Linked DNA regions of Ovis aries: region 1 is linked to region 2. Evidence: chromatin contacts called from public Hi-C data. All regions are on one chromosome and are shown on one strand. Each heading gives the region's core, a stretch centred on a gene start, on an enhancer-like site or on the middle of the called end of the contact. The rest is flanking DNA. Distances are from core to core; before and after follow the strand shown. Region 1 holds the start of S1PR1 (sphingosine-1-phosphate receptor 1). Region 2 holds the start of DPH5 (diphthamide biosynthesis 5).

Region 1 (2,700 bases), core at 52-2,551, 220 kb after region 2:
GGTGTGTGCTGGGCTCAAGGCTGTTGATGAGAGCTTTTGGGGAAACTGTATTCTAACTGTCATTTGATTTTTTTTTTTTTTTTTCCTTTGCAAAGTCATAAGATCCCAGAAGCCAGGAGTTGTTGTTTATTCATTCAGCCTCCTTCTGAGTCATTCAGGTACAGGGTGTGCCTGTACTGTGTTAATTGAAACTTCACAACGGAGAAGTTTTGCGTTGACATCTGCCTGGATGGGAAGCCAGTGAGACCAGAGATCGGGTGGAAACCGTCTTGCAAAGCCTCAAGCAGAAGGGCAGGGCAGAAGGGCCCTCAGTTTACCACTTAGGCGGAGCTGACCAAGGCCGACTCTCAGTCTCACATTCTGAAGCAGCATGCAAGCGAAAGGAAACAGTGGGCGAGTTGTGAGCACTGAGGCTGGGCCTCCGAAGTAGAAAGACGTAGAAAGACAGACAAGGGCTCCGGCCCCAGGCTGCCGGTCCTAGGCTGGTCCGTGCCGGGCAGCCCTTTCTCTTTGGAAACTCCTGAGCTGCCCAAGCTATTTAAACTCGCGGGCCCCGGCAGCTGCCCACCTCCTCACAGACCTCACCACTGGCTAGAATCTGGGACACAAGGCCTGATTTTGCGCCCAGTTGAGTGAGGGGAACCCCCGCACAACACCTCGCCCCCAGCTGGCCCATTTCACTGTGCGCCCCGCGAAAGCCACTTTCTGCCCCCTCAGACCGCAAGTTTCGAGGCAGCAGAAGGATGAGGGTGAGGGAGGGAGGTGAGCTGAAGCGGTGGAACCTCCCAGGCCATTCTTCTACCCGGGCAGCATTTCTCCTCCATCCTTCTGGCAGCCCCTTCCCAGCACCCCGTCCCCAGGAACACGACCGGGACTCGCGGGGTCGCGGAGCTGGTTTCCCCCTGCCTCCGCAGAAGCGCCTGGGGTCGTGGTGGGGTGGCGGCCCGGAGCGCCCGGCCACAATCTTCGGACTCCGATCCCCCACGGGCTGCGGGGTTAAGGGGACCAGAAAGGCGCACTAGATTGCCCAGGCCGTCCTCTGTCTCCCAAGACTCTTCTTGAGAAAAGTTTCCAAAAGCGCTTCCCCTCCTTTCTTTTCTAAGGCTGGGGAGAGCTGTCTCCACCGCCAGGGAGCGGCGGATAGCAGGGCGAGGACCGTGATTTATACATTGAGTCCAGGGGGCACCAGGCTCCGCCCCCTTTCTTTCTTTCTTTTTTTTTTCCCCCTTCTTTTTTTGGTTCCCTTGGGGAGGAGGGGCTCTTTTTTGTCTGTGTGTTTCTGCTGCAGATCTTTCCTGGACAGTGAGTCTCAGCTGCACAGATCCGGCGGCCCCCAGGCGCGAGCGGAGGGGCACGGGGGTTTGAGGCACTCACTCCTCCTCATCCCTTCCTAGAGAAGCCGCTCAGCCTCAGCGGGGCGCTCGGCGACTTCAGCTGACCGGTCTGCCCGGCCACGGCAAGAGCGTTGGCCATTGGAGTGTGCGGCTGCGGAGGGAGGGGACCCCGACTCGAGTAAATTGAGAGCTCGACGCCGTCAGTCCCGGGCAGCAGCAAGATGCCGAGCGCTCAGTGCAGACCCGGAGCTCCGCGAACGCAGCTGCGTCCCGCCTGAGCCAGGTAGGGAGTGAGCGCTGGGCAGGCGCGGACCCGGGCGAGCAGGGGAGCATCGCGACCGGAGGTCTTCCGAGGCAGAAACAAAATTTTCAAACCGGAGAGAAGCAAAGCAACACTTTTAAACCATCCATCTCTGGGTGCTGAGAACAAGCATCTCTGGGCTACTCAGGCGCCCAACCGGATCGGATTGTTCTGGGCTCACTAAAAAGTTTGGAAAAGGGTTAAGTCCTCTTTGTAGAACCCTCTGGGGTTGGGGGATAGAGGAAGTTGCGGTGGGTCTGCGGAGTGGGAGGGAAGGCGCTTATTTTGGAAAATCCTATAGACAAAGACTGCGGGAGATGAGGTAAGGGCTTAAACTTGCCCTGCGAGCGAGCGAGTGTGGAATTAGGTGGGGGGAAACGCGGAGCTACTGGGCGCCGAGCAGCCTCTGCTGTCCCGGGAATTGCTGTAGTCTGGAGAATTCCACTTTTATCGCATTTGCTACCCTGAGTGTTACCCTGAAACATTTAAACAACTTACGGGTAGACTTCTGCCCACACGTGCCGTGTTTCATCCCCTCCACACTTCGTAGTTCTCTGAGACGAGGCAACGTATTGAGGGAGGGCAGTAAATAAAACTGGCTTAGCAAGGAACCTCCAGACTTCTGTTTGTATGAGTTTCTGGAGAGTAATTTTGCATTCGAAATTTGAAATGCAGTGGCGTGTATTTTTAGCGTTTGTAATTTAATTTCTCTTTTTTGTATGCGTGTTTGGGCTATATCCACAGTAACTAAAAAATACTTTTGCAATCAATGGGTGTACGAAACTTCTGGGATTTATTGCAATAGCTTATGAATGATTTTTACTGAGTACTTTTATAGTTTCTTGCACTGACTTGCGCGGAAAAAAAAAAAAAAAAGAAGAAGAAGAAGAATGAAAAGGCAGTTGCTTCACGGAGGCGCTAAAGCTTTCCTGTTTACCGCAAGGCCAGGGCGGGCTTGGCTGCCCACACTGTGCTGCGCCTTCGGACCCTAAGCACACCTGCTCCTAGAGATTATTAATAGAGCCTAAAAAGTGACTTACGCTGTCAAATGATTTTCGCGCAAAT
Region 2 (2,700 bases), core at 115-2,614:
AGCTGGTCATTAGACACACCTTTCCTTTCAAAGTATGGCTAATTCAAGTAGCAGTCCTTCTTCAGCTTTTAAAGTAACTGTGAGACCTTCAGAGTTCCATGGGCTGTTAATCTGAGAGGCCAGAAGACTGAAAATTCTCTAGGTTACCTTTTTCTTTGGAAGACTTGATAGACCAGACAATCCTAAAATCTTCTCCCTCCTCTTGTAATATATCCATCAGTTTTTGCATCTTAATCTACATTCTATTTGAAATTTGACGATGAACCTGAATCTGACCCCTCTTTCAAAATTTCCTGAGCCTTTAACCAAATCCAGCTAAATGTATGGTACGCTAGCAAATTCTATGGTTACCAAGTTCCTGGCTCACTCAGCACATTCAAGTGTATGGGTATAAGCTTGACTGGGAACCGTCTATTTAAAGGTCAGATCTCTCTGGATAAGACACAGACAGAAAGGTGATTACCATTCCCAATGGAAATACTTCAAAGGTATGAATACATAACCAACTCATTAAGGCTGTGTTAGCACCTCATTTGCACTCAACTCAGGATTTTTTGGCTATCTCATGAAATAAGGGATTCTGATGACTATCCCCAGGAGTGTAAAATAACTTTCCTTTCCTATTTAATGGAGAAAGCTACACAATTAGACTTGTAAGAAAAAGCACCCTTTCATTTTCCAAGTCACATGGTTAGTGTATGATTGCCATTCTTGTACTCCTCAGATTCTTCATGAGAAGGGGATGTATTTTAAAGGGTTTGAACCAGGAGACCTGAAAAATTTGATTCCGCTTAGTGCAAAAAGAAAATCAGCTGTTAAATATTCGTCTTCCCAGGAGGCTAGAAAGCCTTAAGCACTTACCAGAATTTCTTTCCCTACAGTCAGGACTGACGTATAGGTTTCCAGATACACTCGACTGCAGCGTCTGACAACTTCCAGGCCCTTGACTGTGATGTCCTTAGCATCTCCCAGGCCCAAACCAATCATGTAAAGCATCTCAAATAACAGGGGGAGGGTGACTGCAGGAAGAAATGAATATGAAAATCAAGTGTCAGCTACACCAAGGATACCTAAAATCTAGTAATGAAAACGAAAACCAAAACAACACGGGGAAGGACGGCATGTCAGCGGGAGATTTAAGAACTTCCCACCTTTTAAATAAGTACTGGAGTGTTTTTAAATAGCCTTACCCGCTTTCTCTCTTATTACACAACGCTAGGAGCAGACAGTTACCCGCTGAGAAGACGACAGGTGAATTCCTGTCCTCCCCAAATTTCTGTCTGCCTCCGTTCCCCAGAAGTAGTTGCCAAAGCAGAGGATTTACCCAAAGAAAGGATCCACGCCGCCGGCCTCACCTACGATGCCGCAAAGCGCCTCCGCTTTACGGCATTTCACGACTAGCTGTTAAGCGGTGGTTTCTGCAGGCTCCGGGCTGGGGCACCCCACATCCCACCGACACTAAGGTTGACCCGCAGGGTGCTGGGGCTGAGAGGCGAAAGTTCACCCAGTCAGGGGAGTCCGACCAGTTCCCCGGCATGGCCTTTGGGAAGGGACGAGGCCTGCCCACGATCCCCTAATTTTATAAACATCCCATCCTGGAACCAGGTAAGTGCAAGAGCTTTTCGCCAGCGAGGAAAACCAGCCGCGAGGTTGGACCAAGGAGCTCCACGCCTTCCTTCTCTCCTCCAGAAACACCAGAGGGTGGCGGGTGGAAGGGGTTTCCCTAGTCTGCCCCGAGATAGCCCTAATGCACACATTCCCATCCTCGCCTTTTCTTTCGGCTGTAATTTAACCAGCTGCTTTCCTGTCGAGCTGTCATTTTGGCAAAATTGGTGATGAATGTTGGTTCTAATTTCCCAGCGGGGCCGTGATTCCTCGGGTTTGTCCTCGAAACCTTATTCTGGAGTGCCCCAAGGGGTGTGTGACTGGAATCTGCCTCAGTCATCGTCAGTTCGGGAAGCCCAGAACCCTCCTATGCCTCAAGAAGTGACCTTTAAGAATGCTCACGGATTTCAGATCTCGCCACAACGCTTCCACAGGGGGAATTCTTAAAGTGGTTGGTTAAATGTAGTCCCAATGCCGAGATGACTGAATATGGTCTTCCTAAGGTCACTAATGACCTCATCCAAGTTAAAAAGGCAGTTTCCATTGCACATCTCAGCAGGCAATGTTGATTATTCAGAATTTGCATTGTGTTTCTCTGACAACGCTTTTTTGCTCTATTCTGCTTCCTTTAGCCTTGGCTATCTTTTCTCTCTGAATTTCATCCAGGCTGTGGCCTTCTCATTCTGTACACTTAATGTTTGGTTCTATCCACTGTCACTGTTAGATTCATTCCTCATACAATAAACAAAAGTAAATTCACTCATAGATGTAAGTGGAAAACTTCAAATTTCCGAGGGAAAACTGGAGAAAAAGATTTGTGACTTACTTAGGCAAAGATTTCTTAGGTGAAAAAACAGAAGTATGATAGAGAAAAGAAAAAAATAAATTGTACTTCAGCAAAATAAAAACGATGGTCTTCAGAAAACATTAAAGTCACACATTGGGAGGAAATATTTGCAAAGCATATATCCAATAAAGGACTTATATTGAGAATATACAAAGAACTCTCAAAACACAATAGTAAGAAAGTAGTTTTAAAAATGAGAAAAAATTAAATATGGACACATCCCCAAAGAAGTTACGTGAGTAGCAAAT

What was found. A called contact is a pair of places that touch in the nucleus more often than the background predicts.
Region 1: a contact with region 2 is called in a Hi-C map of tail adipose tissue, with 2.2 times the contacts expected there. The contact joins the promoter of S1PR1 here to the promoter of DPH5 in region 2. A contact is called at or near these places in 3 of 16 Hi-C or Micro-C datasets (blood, muscle and tail adipose tissue).

The regions. Positions count from the first base shown.
Region 1 is chr1:78,585,877-78,588,576 of ARS-UI_Ramb_v3.0, forward strand. S1PR1 (sphingosine-1-phosphate receptor 1) reads left to right here and starts at 1,302. Exons shown (of 2, transcript XM_004002241.6): 1 at 1,302-1,617.
Region 2 is chr1:78,370,732-78,373,431 of ARS-UI_Ramb_v3.0, forward strand. DPH5 (diphthamide biosynthesis 5) reads right to left here and starts at 1,365. Exons shown (of 8, transcript XM_027972413.3): 1 at 1,325-1,365; 2 at 862-1,019. The coding sequence starts at 996. It overlaps LOC105615111 (a long non-coding RNA gene), which reads left to right and starts at 1,386. Exons shown (of 9, transcript XR_009597001.1): 1 at 1,386-1,605.